Linked DNA regions of Mus musculus: regions 1, 3, 4, 5 and 6 are each linked to region 2. The links are chromatin contacts, called in public promoter capture Hi-C maps. All regions are on one chromosome and are shown on one strand. Each heading gives the region's core, a stretch centred on a gene start, on an enhancer-like site or on the middle of the called end of the contact. The rest is flanking DNA. Distances are from core to core; before and after follow the strand shown. Region 1 holds the start of Camk2g (calcium/calmodulin-dependent protein kinase II gamma). Region 2 holds the start of Nudt13 (nudix (nucleoside diphosphate linked moiety X)-type motif 13). Region 3 holds the start of Usp54 (ubiquitin specific peptidase 54). Region 4 holds the start of Myoz1 (myozenin 1). Region 5 holds the start of Ndst2 (N-deacetylase/N-sulfotransferase (heparan glucosaminyl) 2). Region 6 holds the start of Chchd1 (coiled-coil-helix-coiled-coil-helix domain containing 1).

What was found. Promoter capture Hi-C pulls out the DNA fragments that hold promoters and counts their contacts. Capture Hi-C pulls out chosen DNA fragments and counts their contacts.
Region 1: a contact with region 2 is called in a promoter capture Hi-C map of pre-B cells, with 2.4 times the contacts expected there. The contact joins the promoter of Camk2g here to the promoter of Nudt13 in region 2. A contact is called at or near these places in 2 of 39 promoter capture datasets (liver and pre-B cells), 1 of 115 datasets of contacts at active chromatin or transcription factors (microglia) and 1 of 9 other capture datasets (pancreatic islet).
Region 3: a promoter capture Hi-C map of liver shows a contact between it and region 2. The contact joins the promoter of Usp54 here to the promoter of Nudt13 in region 2. A contact is called at or near these places in 3 of 39 promoter capture datasets (cranial neural crest, maxillary cranial neural crest and pre-B cells) and 1 of 9 other capture datasets (liver).
Region 4: a contact with region 2 is called in a promoter capture Hi-C map of pre-B cells. The contact joins the promoter of Myoz1 here to the promoter of Nudt13 in region 2. A contact is called at or near these places in 2 of 39 promoter capture datasets (cranial neural crest and pre-B cells), 2 of 115 datasets of contacts at active chromatin or transcription factors (embryonic stem cells and memory CD8 T cells) and 3 of 9 other capture datasets (adipose tissue, embryonic stem cells and liver).
Region 5: a promoter capture Hi-C map of pre-B cells shows a contact between it and region 2, with 2.8 times the contacts expected there. The contact joins the promoter of Ndst2 here to the promoter of Nudt13 in region 2. A contact is called at or near these places in 2 of 39 promoter capture datasets (liver and pre-B cells) and 2 of 9 other capture datasets (liver and pancreatic islet).
Region 6: a contact with region 2 is called in a promoter capture Hi-C map of liver, with 2.6 times the contacts expected there. The contact joins the promoter of Chchd1 here to the promoter of Nudt13 in region 2. A contact is called at or near these places in 2 of 39 promoter capture datasets (liver and pre-B cells), 1 of 115 datasets of contacts at active chromatin or transcription factors (embryonic stem cells) and 1 of 9 other capture datasets (liver).

What each region holds. Positions count from the first base shown.
Region 1 is chr14:20,791,780-20,795,440 of GRCm38.p6, reverse strand. Camk2g (calcium/calmodulin-dependent protein kinase II gamma) reads left to right here and starts at 1,353. Exons shown (of 21, transcript NM_001360186.1): 1 at 1,353-1,540; 2 at 2,828-2,922. The coding sequence starts at 1,476. Gm30108 (predicted gene, 30108) reads right to left here and starts at 1,202. Exons shown (of 2, transcript NR_153779.1): 1 at 981-1,202.
Region 2 is chr14:20,292,684-20,296,159 of GRCm38.p6, reverse strand. It overlaps Nudt13 (nudix (nucleoside diphosphate linked moiety X)-type motif 13), which reads right to left and starts at 1,470. Exons shown (of 9, transcript NM_026341.3): 1 at 1,368-1,470.
Region 3 is chr14:20,616,052-20,619,686 of GRCm38.p6, reverse strand. Usp54 (ubiquitin specific peptidase 54) reads left to right here and starts at 1,333. Exons shown (of 21, transcript NM_030180.2): 1 at 1,333-1,394.
Region 4 is chr14:20,655,038-20,658,907 of GRCm38.p6, reverse strand. Myoz1 (myozenin 1) reads left to right here and starts at 2,368. Exons shown (of 6, transcript NM_021508.3): 1 at 2,368-2,476; 2 at 3,542-3,632. The coding sequence starts at 3,560.
Region 5 is chr14:20,732,867-20,736,826 of GRCm38.p6, reverse strand. It overlaps Ndst2 (N-deacetylase/N-sulfotransferase (heparan glucosaminyl) 2), which reads left to right and starts at 2,265. Exons shown (of 15, transcript NM_010811.2): 1 at 2,265-2,612; 2 at 3,183-3,277. Camk2g (calcium/calmodulin-dependent protein kinase II gamma) reads left to right here. Exons shown (of 21, transcript NM_001360186.1): 21 at 1-1,954.
Region 6 is chr14:20,700,928-20,704,627 of GRCm38.p6, reverse strand. It overlaps Chchd1 (coiled-coil-helix-coiled-coil-helix domain containing 1), which reads right to left and starts at 1,601. Exons shown (of 3, transcript NM_025366.3): 1 at 1,431-1,601; 2 at 1,220-1,338; 3 at 203-507. The coding sequence starts at 1,554. The coding sequence ends at 394. 6230400D17Rik (RIKEN cDNA 6230400D17 gene) reads left to right here and starts at 1,529. Exons shown (of 1, transcript NR_029446.1): 1 at 1,529-2,616. Gm25328 (a small nuclear RNA gene) reads right to left here and starts at 3,105; the gene lies at 2,999-3,105.

The DNA of each region.
Region 1 (3,661 bases), core at 104-2,603, 500 kb before region 2:
TGGAGACAGAGCCGTTCTATGAACACTGAGCCTGGAGCGAAGTACCCAGGGGTTCCTTTGGAGTGCACAGTTTAGTGGGAAGAAAAATACTACACAATAGCTGCAAACACTGTTTGAATAAGGTACTGAGGGTTACTCTAATATTATACATGATTTAACCCAGTAAATGCTCACAGCCCTATGAAGTATACTGCACTATTATTTCCAGTTCTCAAATAAGGCCCAGACAGATTTCATGAACTGCAGAATGCCTGAGGTCAATGATTTTCCAGACATCCGAGAGCTAGGTAGTATGATCCAAGAGTTCTCAATACTGTGTGCTAGCACTCATACTTGCAAATACATCATTACAAAATGTGATAAAGTGTCATAAATAAAAGTACTGGATGCCCACAAGAAAACGAGCATGTTTTCATCTTTTGCTTTTAGCCACTAGTGCACAAAGCCTTTTCAAGACATTCTTACTTTTATCTTTTATTACTGACCTAGGAGAGAACATTTATTTCTAAGACTGGAATGCAGGAAAGCATCACACGGGCCCGCAGGACAGCTCAGTGAGTAAAAAGATGCGTGAGCTAAGCCTGACTACCCAAGTTCCATCCCCCAATGTAGTGAAAAGAGAACCAACTCCCCAAGTTGTGTGACCTCCACACGTGCGCTGTGGCAACCATAGGGCCACAGGCATACACACACGAAACAAATAAATGGAAAGAAAGAAAGAAAGAAAGAAAGAAAGAAAGAAAGAAAGAAAGGAAGGAAGGAAGAAAGAAAGAAAGAAAAGCAAGCAAACATCTTGCCCCATGGCCTGGTTTCGCTGATAAAACCGCGGCTGAAGGTTTTCTGGTTTTGTTTTTTCTTAATGATGCCCTTGATTCTTGCACTAATCTAGAGTGTCGGCACCCTGGGGGAAGGCTGCGGGCAGCTGGCTCTGCAGTCTGGGGGCATCTCTCGAGTGTACAGTCTCACATACGCTCTTTGACCTTGGCATTTTCCGGCTTGGTTCAGGCTGCAGTCATGGGACCCACGTGTGGGGCCTCTCCCCAGACCTCGGTGGTCCAGACCCAACACCACTCAAGAACCACTTTCACACATTGGTTCCTGAGCTCTTGCAGGGTCCGCCCTGGAGGAGCCCGCAGGAGGTGTCTTCCAGTTCGGTCGGTCCCAGTGGGTGGCCGGGAGTGGGGACCCCGCGTCCTTGGCCCTCGGGTGCAGGGGGCCCAGTTCGGGCGGCTCCTGGGGCGGGGCGGGGCCGACGGTGGGAGGCCCCTCCCCGGGGGCGGGGCGGGGGCCAGCGGGGCTTGGGGGCGGGGCCGGCGGGCGGGCGCGGGGGTGTCCCTCCCTCCCTCGCTCTCTCCGGTAAAGTCTCGCGGTGCTGCCGGGCTCAGCCCCGTCTCCTCCTCTTGCTCCCTCGGCCGGGCGGCGGTGACTGTGCACCGACGTCGGCGCGGGCTGCACCGCCGCGTCCGCCCGCCAGTATGGCCACCACCGCCACCTGCACCCGCTTCACCGACGACTACCAGCTTTTCGAGGAGCTCGGCAAGTACGGCCCACCCGCCACGCGCGGCGGCCCCCCACCCTGGTCCAGGCGTCCCGGCGCTCTGCGGCTTCTCGCCCCGCCCCCCGGCCCTGCACCGGCCGCTGCAGCGCCCCCTCGACCCGCCCCACCCCCAGCTTTTCCCGCGTGCTGCCTCGGGGGCCCCTTAGCCCCGGGTTCCCGGTCCCGCAGCCCCCTCCGCGCCCTGCAGCAGCTGCCAGGCTGCTGCACCCGGCGCCGCCGCGGGAACTGCAGCCCCGGGACTGCTCCGGGGCGCCTTCCAGCCCCGCCCCTCCCGCACCCTTCAGACGCTCCCCTCCCTCGACCCCGCCTGTCCACCGCCCCCTCCCCACCCAGCTCCGGAGCCCACTCAGCACCGGCCCCCCAGTTCCCACGCGCCCGGCACTCAGGACCCTCCCCGGCTCTGCAGTTCCAGCCCCGCTGCGGTGCCGGGGTGTGGGGAGATGTTTAGTGCCGGGCCCCGCCCCCCCGCTAGTGCGGCTTCCAGGATCCCAGCCTTGCTGCTGGGCAGTGCTGCGGCACCCCCGGCCCCTCCCCCCATCCCTGCAGTGGTCCCAGGAGCCGTGCGCCGCAGCCGCAGCATCCCCCTCCCCTCCGCACTGAGCTGGCCGCCGCCGCAGCCCGGGTCCCCGCCACCCCCACCCGCGGTGCAGAGCCTGGCCACTGCAGCCCCCGCTCTGCCCGCCCCCCTAGATATTTCCAGAGCCCGAGATCGCAGCCCATTTGGCGGGTCACGTACAGGAAAATAGCACGGGGAAGGGGAGTTACTGCTGTCACAATCAGAGCTGTCTTTCCTCTGTTTCCCTGCTGTCAGTTGAGCGGGGATGCTGTGGGTTTAAGCCAGTTGAGCGGATCTTGAGCGTCACTTTCTCCCAGGCTTAAGGGAAATTTCTCAGGAAACCATACCTTCTGTTTAATCCCTCCTTTTCCCTACTTTCAATTATTTCTGCTGAGAGGAGGAACAAGGTCTCCCTGTTCTTCTCTCTCCTGGTTGCCTTTGCTGGGACCACAAGGCAATCAGTGAGATGCAGCAGGTGTGTATTTGAAGCATCGCCCACCAGTCTGAGGTTTGAGGCTGTTGGAACTAGATGGGAGCCAGGTGGTGCTCCACCCACATCTGTTTAGGGCCATCGGGTGGGCTTACCATTCTTAAGTTAGCTGTTGATTGTCCCTACAAGTCTGGTGGTTGGAGCATGGCTGTCCTCATCTGAAGTATGTGTGTGTCACTTTGCTTGGCGCTGTGTCCCAGTTCTTTCCCCCTTCTCTCTCCAGGGGTGCCTTCTCAGTGGTCCGGAGGTGTGTAAAGAAAACATCTACGCAGGAATATGCTGCAAAAATCATCAATACCAAGAAGTTGTCCGCCCGAGGTGAGCGTGCCCTGCCAGGGCTCTCTTTGAGGATCCCTCCAGAAATTAGATTTCTGCAGGTTCCCTGGGAGGTGGGGGAGTATGTGTTTTAGCACTTGGAGATGAGTTGGAATTTCAAGGTGGGTGGACTTAGAAGCCAGACAAGGAGGTGTGAGGGAATTGGAAGTGCTCAGGGAGGGGGAAAAAAAAGTAAGAGATGAGTGTAGCTGGAGTGGTCTCCAAAGGGTTGAGGGAGTTCAAGTTCTCAGTGGAGAATTGAGAAGGCAGTGTATTGTATGGAATGAACAGCTCTTAATTTAGGGTACTTAAAGCCCCTCTTCTTTAGGGCAGGGCTGGCTACTGCAGGCTTGTCCTAGCCCTTGTGCCCCGGTGGTAACTTAGGGTGGAAATGCAGTAAATGAGCAGTTTTGATGAATCTAGCCTCCCCTGCCCACCAGGCGGCAGAACAGACTCCCAAGGGAAGGAAATCTGTAAACATCAGGGTAGGCGGCTAAGGCTGCGGCGGTGGTGAGGGCTTCTGGGGAACAAACCCTGCCAGATGAACTTGATTCCTTTTTTTTGATCAAATTACAAACTTGACGGTGAAGCAGCAGATACAGTCTGTCCTGGGCAGCGTGTGATGATGCCTCCTGGTCGCTCAATCTCAGTGGTCTGGTCCGAGCAGGAGCCGCAGTGCCTCCGTATGTGAGGCATTTACCGTGTAGGCCCTGGAGTCTCACTTGTGAGAGCCTGAGTACCT
Region 2 (3,476 bases), core at 221-2,720:
TGACTGCATGTGCATGATGCATATGCATGTGACTGTGAGAGAGAGAGATACTGCAGGCACACACATGCCACAGGATAAGTGTACAGGTCAGAGGACACCCTCAGGTGTTGGTCCTCACCCTCCACCTTATTTTGAGCCATGATATTTCTGTCATTCATCACTGTGTATACTAGGCTGGTTAGCCTGTGAGCTTCCAGAGAGTCACAGATGTGCACTATTGCACCCCACTTTACATGGGTCCTGGGGACTCAAACTCAGCAAGCACTTTATCTGCTGAGCCACTTTTCCAGCCCTGACTAAAATTTACTTATTTATTTTTACTGATTTTAAATTTCATTTATTTATTTATTTTTGAGACAAAGTATCACTCTGTAACCCAGGCTGGCCTCAGACTCATAGCGACTCTTTTGCTTCAGCAGGAAGGATTATAGGCTATCTTTAAATTTTAAAGCACATGCATATACATACATACACACACATATATATGTATATATAAATACAATAATGTATAACAAAACCAGTAGTTTCCAGGACTAACGGCTAAAAGAGGTTATTTTCACGCTACTGGAAATTTAGGCTACTGGAATTCCTCTGGTGAGGTTAATGGGTCCTGGGAATCGAGCTGTAACTACTCACTGCTCTTGTATGGCCATACAGCTACCTGGTTTCTTGTCCAATATTTGATACCAAATTAATTTTAGCCAACTGTCGATTATCATGGCCTGACGACTGGACAATATGTCAAACAGCATCCCCACACTTGACGCTCCTGGTGTGTGTGTATACAAAGAATTATCGATGAGATGAAAGGTAACGTTGTTTTTACTCAAAACTAATAAATGCCAAGGCATTTGAACGTATGAACTAACAACTTCTATGGCACACACACACACATTTCTCATTCTGTTCATCTTTCCAGATGGAATGACTTGAAAGGCATAAAGCGTGACCGTGGGTTCCTCCTGAATCTTCACAGGTGCCCAGGGAGCAGCCACTCCACTGTGGACTTCGATGGCTGGGAATGCTGGAAGCTGATGAGCAGCCGTGTTGCAGACTTCACGGTCTCTGTGCCCTGGTTTATATAAAAAGCTTTATGGTTTATTTCTAAAAGATCCCGCCACCATTTAAAAAATTAAGAGAAAAGGTGAAATATTGGAAACTTCCATTTTAAATAGCTCTTCAAAAATATTTCAGAAAATATTTAGAGGTACTCAATGTTGGGTACAAAAACGTCCGGTTTCTCGAGATTTGAAAGGTTTAAGTTAAAACTGTCAAACTCTGTAACCGAGAGCGTCTGGCAAGTTTTGATTATGGCTCCTTACTACATCCTAGTTGCACTTAGAACAGGTTTCGTTTCCTGTACTCACTCTTTTCGAGATGCCTTCTATGCCCCAATGGTCTGCACGCCCCTGGAAACTCCAAATGTTCAAGTTCAAATGGTTTCTCTTTTCCCTTCCCAGTGGGATTGACGCTTTGCCACACCTCCCAGAATCCTCCTTAAAGATGCACTCTGGGAAATGTAGTTTCATCGCTACAGCGCACGTAGGGGTGGTTGGGTAAGTGGAAATCTGACACACTTCCCAGCAGTCTCAGAGAGATTACCGATGCACTCTGGGAATTGTAGTTCAACTTTTAGGCCGGGAGCTTGTAACCTTGGGTTGCAAAGTTAACCTTATAAAGCATATAGTGAAACCCACCACAAACAAATAGCTTTAACAGTTTCCAGATCTTCTGGGCTAGATGCTGCTTAGCTGAATTGGTGAGCCCCAGGTTCAGTGGGAGACCCTGCCTCAATGAACAAAGGGGAAAGCCATGGAGGAAGACATTCCATGTCAACTTTACCCTCTACACCCACATACTTTAATGTGCACCCATGGACACACATGTGCCATGTACATATGAACATGAAAAAAAAATCTTTTTTTAAGGTTAGGAGTTCCGGGCTTAGCCGGGCGTGGTGGTGCATGCCTTTAATCCCAGCACTTGGGAGGCAGAGGCAGGTGGATTTCAGAGTTCAAGGCCAGCCTGGTCTACAGAGTGAGTTCCAGGACAGCCAGGGCTATACAGAGAAACCCTGTCTCGAAAAACAAAAACAAAAACAAAAAAAGGAGTTCCAGGCCTGCCTTTAATCCCAGGAGACAGAGGCAGAGCCCTCTGAATTTGAGGTCAGCCCAGTGTACACAGTAGACTCAGGTTATCAGGGGTGCATACTGATACCTTGCTTTAAATAAACGAGGGACTGTGCTTAGGTATATAGACGCTTTAGGTAAAACTCTTACCTTGGTCAATCAGTAGGATCAATCACCATCTAAGACGAATCTCCAGTAAAGCTACTTGGGGCTGCTTTCTTTCTTACTATGGGAGTTGCTTGCTTCTGTGAGAAGCCAGTGCTATTAACCACTAAGCCATTTCCCTAGCTCTTCAAAATATAATTAATGAGACAAAATATTAAAAGTACAGGATACATAAAAAATGCATCTTAATGTAAACAAAATTCTATGGGAGAAAACAAAATAAATAACTGTACACACGGTTGTAAGTGCTGGGGCAGAAGTTAAAGCATGGTAAGAGGAGGAGCGGTTTTGCTATTTTACGTAGGATGGATAGCCTCATTGTTAAGGCAACACTGGAATAAAGAGCTTGACAGAGCTGACAGGAACAGCCAAGTTAGGATTTGTGGGGAGAGACTTGTAGACAGAGTAAAATAAGCTCGTGCAAAGGCCCTGGGGTGGAGATGTGCCTGGCGGGTGTAAAGAAAGGTTAGGACTGGGGCTGGAGAAATGGCAGAATGGTTTAGAGTCCTGATTGTTCTTCTAGAGGACCTGGATTTGAGTCCCAGCTTCAATATAACAGCTTACAACCTTCTGGAACTCTAGTTCCAAGGGATCTGAGGTCCTCTTCTGGCCTCTGTGGGCATTGCTCAAATGTGGTACACAGTATACACAGACAAAACACCCATAACACATAACAATAAAAGGTAAAACAAAGAAATGTAGGACAGATCATTATAGATGAGGTCAAAAAATAGACAGGCACTAGATCACACGGAGCCTCACGAGTGTTATGTTTTTATAAAGCCATTATAATGTTCTGGGTTTATTCCGAGAGGGATAGAATGTCACCAAAGGGCTTAAGCGGAACAAGAGGACATTTTAAAAGAACCATTGTAGGGACAAGGTTACTAACTCCTGAATATAGATCTGAACACAGATCTAGATCATCAGAAAAAGGACAGCAGGCCTAGTTTAATGGCTAGCCAGTTTTTAATGGTGAGAGGAACGTGTGTGTGTGTGTGTGTGTATAAAAAGAGAGAATGTGTGGGTCTATCTGTCTCTCTCTGTGTCTGTCTGTCTGTCTGTCTCTCTCTCTCTCTCTCTCTCTGTGTGTGTGTGTGTGTAGTGTGTGTATAAAGAGAGAGAATGTGTGTGTCTGTCTGTCTGTCTGTCTGTCTGTCTGTCTCTCTCTCTCTCTCTCTC
Region 3 (3,635 bases), core at 84-2,583, 320 kb before region 2:
GGAGCCTGGATTGACTTGAAAAAGTATGAGGAAGGCCAGCCCGAGTTGCTCGTTCTCTGCTTCTTGACTACCACTGCAGGGTGACCAGTTGTCCGGGCTTCTTCCGCTAAGCCTTTCCTGCTGTGAGCCAAAGTAATTTTTTCTCAATTTGCTTTGTTAAATATTTTCTCATAGAGAAAAGACCAAGTACAATTTGGGCATCTTTCTTTCCATTTAGTACTGATCAGTAGAAGTCTGTGCTTTTGCCTTGGTGTGGCACTTCTGTGCCTTGGCACTATGTATTAGAAGACTTGGTTGGAATACTGATAGTGAGCAAGAGAACCAATAGCTTTCTTCTTTTAAACTTGGCACTTGCTTTGCTGCCAAAGGACTGCTTTACTTTTAAGCATATTGTTAAAATGTAAGCTTAATTAGTTTTGGACAGTGTCCATGGTTGTTTAATTTCACCAATAAACTTTAATTAAATCTTTTTTTAGTGACCAAGGATTTTCTCTCAAGGTTTAGAAATAAAGCCAACTTTCATAAATGGCAAGAATTTTGCTGATGAGTTTTTTCCTCAGTATGCTTATAAAACAACTCATTTCAATAAAGCTGTTTAATAAGCAGAGTGATACACAGATACATGTGTGTTGGTCTTCTTGGCCTTTATGCCCTGCCTGCAAATGCAAGTTCTGTTTGACTGATCACATGTTTTAGGGTGGGATCCAACTGCAGCTCCCTAAAGAGGTGTGGAGATCTTGGCTGGAAGAACCTTTAGAGTCAGTTCTTGTTTTAAATCGACTGGCAACCCCAGCAGCTTGGTTTACATAATTTCTATTCATACAGTTTCCTAATTTCTTTAATAGCATGGCCCATTTTAGTGTTTAAGACGGAAGACTTTTGCCCATTACAATGGTTTCACTGCAGATAGTCTTGGGACTTTGAATTGACTCAGACAGCATTGTTTTTGGTGGTTCTCTAGGGCACTGCAAAGGTGTCTTCTCACAGACACCACACAAAGAGTTCTTTTAGGACCAGCCCTTTGGAAGCAGCTGCCACCCTGCAAACCTTACTTTCCGATGACCTTGCCTTCAGGAGTGCCTCTGGATGAAGCAGCCTCTCATATAGTTGTTGTAAACCTCCTGTGACGTTCGTCATAAGTCTTTCCCAGAGTTCTGGTTAGTTCCTTCAGTTTTAGCTTCTCAATGAATTGTTCCTGGTAGTTGGCAAAAAAATTGTTTTATCCCTGACATCCTGTTGTGTGCCTTTGTGGTTAGATGAACAGTTTCCCACTGTTGCTCCTTGCGCTTGTCTCCTCCCTCTGTACCCTAGCCTCTGTTCCGGTCTGTGTCACTGCCCCACAGATGCCCTTGTGAGTGCTTGCAGTTTTTTCCTGAGCTCGAATGGGTTGTCTGGTAAGCATTGTAGTTGTATTAAAACTGTGTAGAGGGAGGATACCATGACTGAGTAGTGTTTGTGAAGTTATTCCAGCCCACCCCACCCTCACCCCTCTAATAGCTTACTTTGAAATTGAGTTTTGAACTCAATTTTCAGGAGATTTTTTTATGTTGTCTTTTTTTTTTTTCTTTCTCCAACCAGATGTTAAATTTGTGAATTTTATTTTCTTCCTCTAACATATATTGTATATATGAACTTGTTAGAATTAAAGGGGAGATTTACAAGTTTAAAGAAAAGAGTTGTAGGTTTAGTGTTTTGAATTTCCTTAAAACAAGTTATTTGTTAGAAGGTTGTATTCTTTGTATTTATTTTTCAAACTCAATATATGGGCTAAGGAAGTAACAGAGGTCCTGTTTTTTGGCTAACCTGTGCAGTAACATTACTTTCAGACGCAGAGTGATGTCCTTTTCCATCACCAGAATGTTCTTGGTAAAATTCATTTAGATTTTGACAGTATGTTTTCATTCTGGGAAGTGGTTTGCTGAGTATTTCAGAGTGGCAGATGCTTGCTTCTAGAGAGTACTTTAGGAAGTTAGATTTGGTCATTAGACCTTTTCCCTTCTGGTATGAGGTATTTTGATCCTTTGAAAATAAAATGTTTTATATTTGATGCTCAGGTTATTCCAATGCCATTTGAACAGTATTTCATAATGCTATTATTTTCTTGGATTGTATATTTTGACCTTCATCTAAGAAATAGTGGGGTGCATGCATGTGTGTGTGTGTGCGCTTGCACTCACATTTTTTAAAAGCTTTGGGTTCTGTAGAACTGCTACTAACAATATGAGGAAAATTTACTGAGATTTTATTGCTGTTTAGTTGAATCTGCTTTATAAGTGGAGGTTGTGCTTGTACAATAATAATTTCTTGATCTCCTAGGTTCTATGCTAAATGCTACACATATATTTCTAATTTTCACTACAACCCTGACAAGTAGATAGTATTTTTCCTTATCATGCATAGGTAGAACTTCTCCCTGTCCTCTTCAGACCCTTGCAGTATGAGAATGACTCCCACCTTTTAAGAGCTAAGGACACCCAAGGAGCTGAAGGGGTCTGCAACCCAATAGGTGGAACAACACTGAACTAACCAGTACCCCCAGAGCTCTTGTCTCCAGCTGCATATGTAGCAGAAGATGGCCTAGTTAGCCATCATTGGGAAGATAGGCCCCTTGATATTGCAAACTTTATATGCCCCAGCACAGGGGAACGCCAGGGCCGAGAAGCGGGAGTGGGGGTGGGGGAGGCTAGGGGAGCAGGGTGGGGGAAGGGTATAGGGAACTTTCGGGATAGCATTTGAAATGTATATAAAGAAAATATCTAATAAAAAAAAAGAGCTAAGGACATGCTGTGTGTCCAGTAATGTTCATTTGAGTAGTTGCTACCATTATTACAAGTTTCCAGTGAAAGAGCAGTATGGAAGGCCACCCCCACTCCCTTGTAAGTGGTAGGGTTAACATTTGAACTGACTCAAAGGCTGGAGTTCAGTAGCTTTTGAGAATATGAAAGACTTTTAGGATAGATTTCAGTACCTCCTGGTTTTTACTGCTCTCACTGAAGAGAGCTTTGTTTGTGTTCTTTCTGATTCCTTGCTTTGTACTCTCTGTCACCTCCCTTCCCAGTCACGTGCTTGCTTTCTCACACTGGAGTTGCTCGTACCATTCTGTGCCAGTGTTCTCCTGACAGAAATGAGTCAAGATGCTGTTATCATTGGCTTCCTCTGCAATTTTCCTCTTAGTGTTACTGTCAATGTATTTTCATAATTGTGCAAAATAGCCCAGGTACTAATGTGTTTATAATGATTGTAAAATAATTCATAGTTGTAATCAAGTATCTAAATTATAAAAGCATTCCTTAGTGATTTAAAAAATTAGGAAGGAAAAAACATCTTTGGTTCTTAGTGATTTAACAAGAAGGTTATATAGGGTTTCTTTTCTTTTCTTTTCGTTTTTTTTTTTTTTTTTTTCTTTCCAGGGGCCAAATAAATTGCCTGAAACTTTCTTTTCTCACCCTACCACTAGTTTGCTACTATTGGCAGTGTGGTTAGGAAAGAACATTGTATTTGTCTAACTGGCCAGAATATCTTTCCTTCATAGACTTGTTGGAAACATAAGATGAAATTGAAGTGTGATATGATTTAGGTTGGAGTCTTGGGGAAGAGCTAAAGAGTTGATTGGTCATATCTGTCACTGAGTTATC
Region 4 (3,870 bases), core at 1,119-3,618, 360 kb before region 2:
GTCCTGACTTCTTTATGGTCTTTTCTAGCCCATTGTGCTCATCTGATCCAAGCTCCTTGCCTCTCTTCCTGGCCTCCCCTCCTGCCCTGCCAATGGTCTTGCTTTGATCTCATCTCCCTCATCACTCCTCTGGTTACCTCATCCTGCAGTCTCTCCACGGAGAGCCTCTCCTTCTTCAGAAGCTCATTACTCAGAGTAATGGGAAAGGCTCCCTGATCCCTTTGTCATGGGCATTTCCTGGCTCCCAGAGGAAGTAGCTATGTTAATCATTCTCTGGGGATCACAAGATAGGAATACAGTGGCAGGTATGAGTGGCAGACAGAGAGAGTGTGGAGTGAGACTAAAGAATTTGGGGACTGACTGGAAAGATGGAGAAGGAAAGTGTCACTACTTAACTTACCAGCAGGGGGCATATTTGTGGCAATGACCAGATGCTCCCAAGTGCAGTCTAAGAATTCCAAAGAAAGGTCTAAGACATCATAGGCTCAATAGCATGTCTTTATATATTTTACTTCTGGTATTTGGTCATAGGAGATCAGACCTTAAGGGTTTTTTTGTTTGTTTGTTTTTTTCCTTTTGGACAGGATTGATTGTAGTAGTAATAACAAGTTACCTTTCACTACTTATGTTTTTTTCCCCCGTTTCCTTGGTTTAGGAGGAAATGTGCCAAAGATGATATATCTGGGCAGCAGCCATCTGCTGTGTGTGTGGGGAGGACTTTCAGCCCCCAGTATAAATAAGGCAAGAATAGGGTGGAAGAAGGGTGTGGCCAGGAAGATGGGGATAGATCAGGGAGTTCACAGAGGGCAGGGCTCATTCTGGAAGCCTCAGAAGCTGCTTCCTGTGAAGAATGGGAGCAAGGAAGGGTTGTGAGTGTGAGTGTGAACAATCCAATGGCACATGTGTAAAAATGTCATAAGGATTTTTGAGACAAGGTTTTCCTGTATAGCTCTGGGACTTAAGAGATCCACCTGCCGGTGCTTTAGGGGTGTTGAGATTAAAGGCATACATCACTATGCTGGGCTCAAGAAACCTATAGTTTCATATGTTTACTAAATTACACCCATGCCCACCCACCCCCAAAAGCCAATTCCTTAGGCAGCCGTATAAGAGTAAAAGGTACAGGAGCAAGCTGGTTTCAGGACATGAGTGGGAGATGAGGGAGGATCCAGGGTATTGCTTCAGCTCTCACCCTTCCTAATGCTGTGACCTTTGAATACAGTACCTCATGTTGTGTTGACCTGCAACCATAAAATTACTGCTATCATCATCATTTTAAAAATTTATTTATAGTATGTATATGAGTACACCATTGCTCTCCTTGGACACACCAGAAGAGGGCATCAGACCCCATTGCAGATGGTTGTGAGCCATCATGTGGTTGCTGGGAATTGAACTCAAGACCTCTGGAAGAGCATTCAGTGCTCTTAACCACTAAGCCATCTCTCCAGCCCCTATTATTATTATTATTAGTAGTAGTAGTAGTAGTAATTATTATTATTATTATTATTATTATTATTATTATTATTATTATTATTTTGAGACAGGGTTTCTCTGTGTAGCCTTGGCTGTCTTGGAACTCACTTTGTAGACCAGGCTAGCCTGGAACTCAGGGATCTACCTGTCTCTACCTCTCAAGTGCTAGGATTAAAGGTGTGCACCACCCACCATGCTTGGCATCATAAAATTATTTTTGTTGCTACTTCATAACTGTAATTTTGCTACTGTTATGAATTATAATGTAAATATCTATATTTGAGATATCTGACATTGACCCCTATGAAAGGGTTGTTTGACCCCCCATGGGGGTCAGGACCCACAGGTTGAGAGTACCCACGGGCCTTTGTAAGATCATCTGCACTAGGGTTCACTAAGTTGGTTCCTCACCCTGTCAAGATCTAACCCTCTTAGACAGAAAGCCAACCTATTCAGGAAGTTAGAAGCAATGCCACTGTGAAAATTTCCATCCTATCTTCAACTTAGGGCTTTAATCCCTCCCACCCACAAATACACTCATGGGTCCCCTCCAGCCCTGGCCTGGAATGGCCCTGAGTAGCCCACAATTCATGTTTTCTGTTTTGTTTTTTCCTATACCTACTCTTAATTCTTACCCACCACTATCTGCTCCCTCTCGGCCTCCTGAAATGCTTCTTTGGAGAAAGAAGGCAAGGAGGAGGCACACCCCTTCGGCTGACTGATCCCTGGCTCAGACAGTCTGGTGGGAACATTTTGTAGCCCTGTTTCCCTCTTCCTGAACCTCAGGCAAAGAGGGCAGGCTCTCGGTTCCAGGGTCTCAGTACCCCCTGTGCCATTTGAGCTGCTTGTGTTCATCAACTCTATTAATAACCTCCTCCCTCCCCCACTGCCGGTGCTGCCCCTACGCTCGCTCGCCCCGGCTCAGGTTCTCTAGTCACTGCAGCTTAGTCCTCCGAAGCTGCTGGACCCCGGGGAGAGCCGACCACCAACTGAGCAGCTGGTAAGTCTATGGTTCTATCTACCGGAAGAAGGGGCTGGAGCCCACTCTTCTGAGCTCCTTGTTTGCAACTGTGATTCTCCATCCTCAGGGAATGGTCTCTCTTCTCATCTCTGCTCAGCTGCCAACAGTCCAGTTGGAGTTACAGAGTTGGAAAGAAAGGGACCTAAGGAGTTGGGAGGAATTAAGATATGTGGGGAGGTACCTGACAGATGGGAAAGGGTGCTTTGGAATGCCACTAAGTTGGTAGAGTGTGGTTGTGTTTGTGAGACAGGACACCACGGAAAATAGCAGGGCTGTTAGGGAGAGGATGGTGTGCATACATTTTCTTATCTTGTCGCCATCCACGGCCAGATCTTATTCCTGTGTTTCTGTTCCCCCCACAATTCTCTACTTCCACGTACTATATTGCTGAGCTGACATCTGCCACAGCTCAAATGCCCTTAGCTAGCTCTCTGCTCCAGCCCTGAACCTTGGGATCGGAGTGCCTGAAGGAACAAGGAACATACCCATGACCTCTCGGGCCACGTTCCAGCTGGCCTCCTGGAAGATCAACAACCTCTCCTTCCTATGGAGAAGGTTTCGTCTGAATCTCAACACTAATTAGCAGAACATTGCTTTACGCCCATGGACCCCAAGGGAAGCCTAAGGAGGAGACTAGAGTCTGGAGCCACAGTTGTAGTCTGATATCCCGATACAAATAAGGACTTTAAGTCACGCCAGGCCCAGGAAGCCTGAGTGCATTGCTCTGCCAGTGTTGCTTTTGAAACCCCCTTCGGCCCTAGCTGTATTTCCGATGCCCACACAGGAGCTATGGAAAGTGGACACAGCCCTTGGTAAGAGATAAGGAAAGGGTACAGTTCTTCCTCCTGTCCTGCTTCCAAAGAAAACAGAAGACTGTGACAGTTTACGTTCTGGGGAATACTAATTTCTGTAAAGACGTATGCATGCGTGCACACACACATGCAAACATGCACATGGAAAAAAAACTGAAGAAATTTTGTCCTTAATCCCAAGTGTACGGCTGTAGTGCGGATGCTCATTCTCCCACTCCATCTCTCCTTCCAGGTCAGATCCACCTCCACCATGCCACTCTCAGGAACCCCGGCCCCTAACAAGAGGAGGAAGTCAAGCAAACTGATTATGGAGCTCACTGGAGGTAGGGTGTGCGTGCTTGTAGAGCCCCAATGCAGGACTTTTAAGAGCATGCCTGACTCAAGAGTCCCAGAAATGATGTAAGACAGGATATAAGTCAGAGTGAAAAAAAAAAAAAAAAAAAAAAACAAGAGGAATTGCAGCTGTAGAGGGTGTGGGAGACGGGATGATGGGAGGGGTGAGAAGGGGCAGGAGAAAGACACAGGAAGAACTCAGCATCCACTCTGCATCCTCCCATCCTT
Region 5 (3,960 bases), core at 1,016-3,515, 440 kb before region 2:
TTGAACCTTCGCAGCCAGTGACTCTGGAGGGCCTGAGTGACAGCGGCGGTCCTGTTCGTTTGAGGTTTAAAACAATTCAATTACAAAGCGGCAGCAGCCAATGCACGCCCCTGCATGCAGCCCTCCCGCCCGCCCTTCGTGTCTGTCTCTGCTGTACCGAGGTGTTTTTTACATTTAAGAAAAAAAAAAAAAGAAAATAAGATTGTTTAAAAAAACGGAATTCATACCATGATGCGTTTTAAAACAACTGATAGCCCTTGGCTTGCAAGGAGACAGGAGTTTGTGTGATGCTCATCCAGGCATGAACAGTGGGCTCACCCACCAGTATTGAAGAGGTGAGCTTGGCCTCAGGCCCCCATGGATTCAGGGGGACCAGGCAAGGACTCTTGACAGAGCTTTGGTCATGGACAAAGCCATGGTGTGGTTGCAGCCCCAGAGGTGGCCTGATCACCCCAGTTCTAGGAGTGGACTTCGTCAGACCATGCATTGACACCTAGTATGAGAAAGACGCAAACACCGTGGCCGCTGGACCTACATTGGAGAGAATGCAGCACTGCCAGCCTGCTGTGTGTGGAGGCAGCTGTGAGGCGTGGCCTCAGGACTGAAAGCCTGGACTTTGCTGTACCGGTCCAGTTAGCGTAGACAGGAAGAGAATTGGTGCTGCAGAAGTGTGTCCGCCAATGAGAAACCTCGAGTTCGTCTGACATGCACTTAACTCATCCATTTCTAGAGGATGCACAATGCACGTGGGCCTGAGACTGAGGCCCGATTTCTGCTGGTGGAAAGGGGGAGGGATTGCTACTTTGTTTCCTGTTGGTTTTCCTGACATAACAAGGAGAGATCCAGAAGTCGTTGGCCAGGGCTCCTTTTGCCACTTTTGGCAGTTGTTTGTGTGCTGATCTGGACCATCTTTGTCTTGTATTTTCATGGTGGTGGTCCCCATGCTGACCCTCATCTAGGCCTGGGCCCTCTGCCAAGTGCCCCTGTGGGATGGGAGGAGTGAGGCAGTGGGTAAGAGTTGGTGGTTGTTTCTATGCATTCTGGCTGCCCTCTGGGCTGCCTCCCTTCTTCCCATGCTGCACGCCCAACTCTTTCCCTGGGTTTGAGATCGAACTGACTGCTTGGGTGAGAAGTGTCCTCTTTAAAGAGGCTCTTTATTGACCAACCGAAGTATAGACTTTTCTGCTGGACAATCTGCATGGGCATCACCCCCTCGCCTGCATGTACCCACAAAGGGGTCCAGAGCCAAGGCTCCTGCATTCATTGTCCCTCTCTGTGCTCAAGGAGGTCCATTCCAGGAAGAAAAGGTCTGTACCTTAGGCAGATAACAGAGAAGATAATGGAAGAGGCAATTGGTCATAGTCTTGGTTCCCTCCCACCAAACAACTGCACATTATCTGCATTGGGGGGGGGGGTAGATTTCAGCTCCTTGGGTGACCTTCAGGAGGCACAGGAGCTGGGAAAAGAGAACTACAGAGTATGGAGCCAGCTGAGAAGAGAACAAACGCATGGGTGCTGGTGCTTGAATTTAGCCAGGCTCCTCAAGCACTTGTGCATGCCTCAGACCCTGGACCCTAGACCCTTCCTGCCCTGCAGCCTGCAGTGCCAGCCAACAGATACCTTCATCACAGGGTTTGGTTTTGCTGGCTTGAAGACAACAAATGGTCTTAGAGCTCTTTGAGACCCATAGCTTCATGTGGCTGCTCCAGCCCCACTTCTTAGCGTTCTTACTCCACTTCTGGGGCTAATGTCAGCATCTATAGACTATTAATAGACTATTTAAAAAACAAACCACCTTTTAAACAGGAAATGGAAGGCATTTGATGCAGAACTTTTGCATGATGACATAGAAATAATTTAAAATAGTGTTTGTTCTGAATGTTGGTAGTCCCTTCATAGCTTTGTTACAATGAAACCTTGAAGATATTTAATAAAATAACCTTTAAACAGTCCATTGTGTTATTGCTGTTGGAGGCTCGTAGCCGTGGGCTTAGATTTTAGCAGCCTGCGTGACAAGGCTTCACTAGGAGACGAACATCTTTTTGCCCATTCCCTTGGGGAGCAAGGAAGAAAACTTCTCATAAACTCAGCCTGGGCTGCTGTATTGGGGGGTGGCAGGGAGGAAGTAGCCTCTTAGGCGGTGGGCCGAGTCTTCGCCCCGCCCCAGGCGGAGGTGGCCCCGCCCTTGGTACGCGGGCTCCCTCCTCCGCGGGTCTGAGTGGACAGGCCTGGGCCCTGGGCCCGCCCCGACGCTCCGCAGACTGTGCCACCCGGCGTGGAGGACGGGGTCCACCCTGGTGGGCTGAGCGCGAGGCCGGAGGGCTGGGAGGCTGCGGCTGGGCTGAGCACTGCGGAGGGCCGTCGGCTTATCCCAGGTCCCGGTCACGCAGCGGCCACGCTCGGGGAGCGCGCGGACCTGAGCGGGCACCACGAGCCGCAGCGCGCCGCCTCCCCCTGGTGGGAGCGGTACTTGAGCCCGACTGCGGCGGAGCGTTCGCTCGGAGATGGCGGAGCCGCCGCGACGCGGCCCGAGGCCCCGCGAGCAGGGAAGCCGGGCAGCCCCGGGACGCGGCAGGGCCCGGGGACAGCGGGGACGCCGCCCACTCCACCGGGTGAGCCATCTTTGAGAGCAGTCTCCCGTCCACGGTCGCCCTCGGTTTTCGCGATCAGACTTCCTGCGAGTGTCGCCACCGAAACCACCCGCAGGGTCGTCCTGGGCGACCACCCATCTGGCCCTGTGCACCCTGCCCCGAGTCCCAGCCGCTGGCCTCCCCTCAGTTGCCTTATTCTGGCCACTCCGCCCAGGGCACACGGGGTTCTTAAACCCAGTGCCTGTCTGGATGCCAACTCTCGGCCGCACCCCTGCCCCTTTCCCTCCAGCTCCCCCACCTGTGGGCTCCCCATTTCCCGTAGTTCCCGCAGGAGGGTCCTTCTATCCTCAAGGTCAGGTCCTTCCTCCCACAGCGTGGCCCCTGTTGTTTATTCCAGTGGTGGGCCCACACCTCCAGCCCACCCTGACCCTGTATTTGCTGCCCACTTTGGCAGACGACCCTTAGGTTTCTCCTTCCTCAGAAACTTTCCACTGCCACACACATGTTCTTCCTCCAACTTAGTCATCCCACTGCTCCCCCACCAAAAGTTCTCACATGATCCCCTCTCTAAATCTCACTGGCTTCCTCTAGGTATGAAGCTAAAATACAGTGGTTACAACACAGGAGGTTGACAGGCCTGACCTTTGAATCCCAGTTCATCCACAAACGGAGCTTTGTAATCTCGGGTAAGTTACTAAACTTCTCTGGGCCAGAAATTATGCGTGTGTAAAATGGAACTACTACTAGTTATATGTGTTTTCATAACTGTTAGAGCTGACATTAAATACAGGTGCTTCTTGCATTTACTGATAAACTTTTAAGATATCCTAAACTACTGACCACAAGAGCTTATCAGTTTGTGCCCTCTGCTCAGTGACGCCAGTTGCTTCACCTTCTGTTTGTGTGGCTGAGCAAGTACTTGCAGTGTGTCTCAAATGAAAAGTATTGTTGGGGCTGGAGAGGTAGCTTAGTGGTTCCAAACTTCCAAAGGCCCTGAGTTCAGTCCTCAGCACCCACATGGTGGCCTACAATCTGATGCTGTCTTCTGGTGTGCAGATGTACATGTAGACAAAGTACCTATATCCATAAAGTACATAAGTAAAAATAAACAAGAGAGAGAGAGAGCCGGGCGTGGTGGCACACACCTTTAATCCTAGCACTCGGGAGGCAGAGGCAGGTGGATTTCTGAGTTCGAGGCAGCCTGGTCTACAGAGTGAGTTCCAGGACAGCCAGGGCTACACAGAGAAACCCTGTCTCAAAAAACCAAAAGAAGAAGAGGAAGAGGAGGAGGGGGAGGGGAAGAAAGAAAGAAATAAAGAAAAGAAGAGAAGAGAAGAGAAGAACAACAACTACTACTACTACTACTACG
Region 6 (3,700 bases), core at 352-2,851, 410 kb before region 2:
AAAACAAAAGAAAGGAAATGAAGAGCATCCCAGGAATAAAGAACTTCCAGGGTTTGGGGAGATTATAGAGCCCAAGAAAGGACGTGCTCAGGTTGGCTCAGAGGTTGGGTGCTTGCCCAGTGAAGGGAAAGGCAGAGATATTCCTCTTCAGGATGGGGCTGGAGGTGTGAGGAGAAGCAGCTAATTAGAAGAAATGGCCAACTTCTTTTTAGAGGATTTTATTTCAAGACAGCATCCAGAATACGATTCATTCAAAAGAGCAAAATTAAGTATTTTGCCTCATTTTACCCTTCAAAAACTCGTAGCAATGCAAATGCAAACCGCAAACCTCCCAAACGTGCCTCTCTGTATAGCTTTTGGAAATGAGAGTTCATTGAAAATATTTCTCCATTTTCAGATGAGATGAGATTTGTTGGGAAATCTCTGTAACAACTTGGTCATCTTGTGGGGAGATAAACTCTCGGACTGTCCCAGAGACTCCTGGATTGATCTCATCTTCCTGGCTTCCTGAAAACACAACAGAAAACAGAAAACAAAAAACAAAGTCACAGTTCTTTAGCTTATTCTGACCTAGACCCATAATTTTTATAATATTCCAAACCCCAAGAGACCCTGCCTCAAGGAATAAAGTGGAAGAGGAATGGAGGAAAATTCCAGACGTTTACCTCAGGCCACCACACAGCACTGGTGCCCACAGATGTGTCCCTGCATTTTCAAGCACGCAAGCACTTACACACATACACACACACACACACACACACACACCCCAAACAAACAAACAAAAAACCCAAAGGAACAAAAAGGGGATTTAAAGGGATTGGGGATGTACAAATGATTGTTATCATCTCAAACTACTATTCTGGCTAGCAAATTAGTGAAGATCAACCTATGACAAAACTTAGCTTTTTCTCACTTTGGTGAGGGTGAGCCAGTCACAGATGAATGGGAGACTCTGTACATAATTTAACACAGGGCGGTGTGAACCATTTCTTTGCGTTTGGTTTTTTTTTTTTGGTTTTTCGAGACAGGGTTTCTCTGTGTAGCCCTGGCTGTCCTGGCACTCACTTTGTAGACCAGGCTGGCCTCGAACTCAGAAATCCACCTGCCTCTGCCTCCCAAGTGCTGGGATTAAAGGCGTGCGCCACCACGCCCGGCTTGAACCATTTCTTTGTATTCCCCTTTCTTTTCCCAAGAAGGCACGCTAGGAGCCAGACATCACCTGAGCCCTGGAAGAACAATCGAAGAAGTCCTGGATCTCTTTCCTGCACGCCTCGTCGCGGAATTCATTCTGCTTCCAGCAAGCCATCATCATCGACATCTCCGTGATACAGGTTGCCTCTGGAGGGGAAGAACTGGGAGACCTTCAGCCACAGGGCGACCTAACACCTCTCCCCCGAGATTACCTAGCCGCCCCCGCTCCAAGTGCTCACCTCCCTTTTCTCTACGTCGGTTCCCGACGCGGTTAGCTAAGATAAGAGGCTTGTTGGGTTTCAGTATAGGTTTTCCCGGGTTCGCAAACCGCGCCAGGCGGCCGCGTAGACTGGGCGTCGCCATTTTGCACAGCGTTCCCAGTAGGCTCCGCGGCGCCGTGCGTGACCCCTCTTGACCTCTACGCGCTTGGCGTGCGGACAACGGGCAGCTGTGCGCGCACTTTCCGGGTCTTGGCCTCACGGTGACACTGGATTCGAACCCCGTCGGGCCGGCAGCCGACAGCAGGTTAGGATGCTATAGGTTGTGCGCGCCCTTTGCGTGCTCGGGACCCGGCAGGATTCAGGGGCCCCGTGTCCGCGGCTGCCACTTATTTGTGAGTCGGTGTCTGCGTGTGGGCACCACGTGAGTGCCGCGTCCGTGGCGGCCAGGGGAAGGCGTTGGATCCCGTGGGGCTGGAGTTAAGGATTTTGGATTGCAAAGGACTTTTGTTTTAACAAGTCTGTGAGAATGATGATTCCTTTTGCCAGGCGGTGGTGACGCTCGCCTTTAAATCCCGGCACTGGGGAGGTGGGGAGGCGGGGAGGCGGGGAGGCAGGCGGATCTGAGTTTGAGGCCAGCCTGGTCTCCAGGACTGCCAGGGCTACACAGAGAAACTCTGTAGCAGAAAAACCAAAATAATAAAATGGTTGCTTTTTACAACTCTTACATGGACTGCTAGGTAGATACTGTTTACTCGTTTGGAATGATCGCACAGTAGGGTGAACGTTGTAACATTTACGTGTGACATACACAACATTTAATATTAGAGCAACTATATCACTTCTTTTTATAGACCTCCAGTTGTGATTTGTTGGACTTGAGTGTTTGACTTAACTGTTTACAAAACCGAATCAAAAGATGTGCTATATATAGATTCTTTGGTATTTGCAAATGAATTCAAGACATTTCTGCTAATGGAAGCGGAATCCAGCAGTCCTGTAGTTTATATGATGTCTACTTTAGAGCAAGGTATATTTGCTGACATTTTTTACCTCAGATGTTTGGAATTCTCCCTTGATAGCCTACGTGGATGCCTTTCTTCCGGAGTCACATAGCTAATTCAGGAGGGAAATTCCAGGAATGGGCCTGACCAAAAAGTCCATCTTTTGGTCAGTATTTAGTATCTAATAAAGCTTGCTTTAAATTTAGCCCAAAATGGTGGACTTCGTTTTTCTGGCGAATCCCAAGATTAACACTGGGTTCACATCAGAGGGGTTTTCCCTCTCTTACCACACCCTACCGGCAGCCATCAAGGCACCTTTTTTATTGTCACACACATTTATATTGTTTGTGACCTTATGTACCCCAACATCTACTTTGAAATCTTAGCTAGCTCAGGGTCTGGAGAGGTAGCTCCGTGCTTAAAGAGTGTTTTTAGCTCTTCCAGAGGACTGTTTGGTTTCCAGCATCCACGTTGCAGGGCTCATAATTACTTCTACCAACACCTCGAACGCACACATGGGTAAATTTCTTTTCTTTCCCAAACTTTAATTTGCATTTGCTAACAAATCTTTTTTATCCACTTTACAAAACTATGGAACACTTCACGAATTTGCGTGTCATCCTTGTGCAAGGGCCATGCTAATCTTCTCTGTATCGTCCCCGTTTTAGTATATAGGCTGCCAAAGCGAGCACGGAAAAATATTTTTAAATATCTCTTAAATGTTTAAAATGAGACGAGCCTTTGTGTATCTTGTTCATGCTAAAAATAGCTATGCCAGGCGTGGCATATGCCTACAATCCAAGCACTTGGGAAATTGAGGCAGGAGACAGATTAAAGAGTTTGAAACCAGCCTAAGTTACATATAATGAGTACTTGGCAAGCCAGGGCCATATAACATGACCCTGCCTTAATGAAACAAACAAAAAATAAATAAAATAATGAAATGAGAAAGGAAAAGTGTTTACCATTATTTTTTACAAGTCTCCAATTTTATCACCTCAATCCCCCAAAATAAGCAAATACAGGCCAGCAAAATGGCTCACTTGGTGAATAGAGGTGCTGCCACTAAGTCTGTTGAGTTTAGTCCTTGAGACCACATGGCAGAAAGAAAACTGACTCTTATGATATATACAAGTACAGGGTAGTACAAGCTACTACACACATACACATAATAAACAAATGTAATAAAGAAACCATGTAGAAGACACTGGAAAAATCAGTTTATTATATAAAATGAAACCTGAGATGATAAAATAAACACAGTAACACTTGTGTTCTAGCCATACT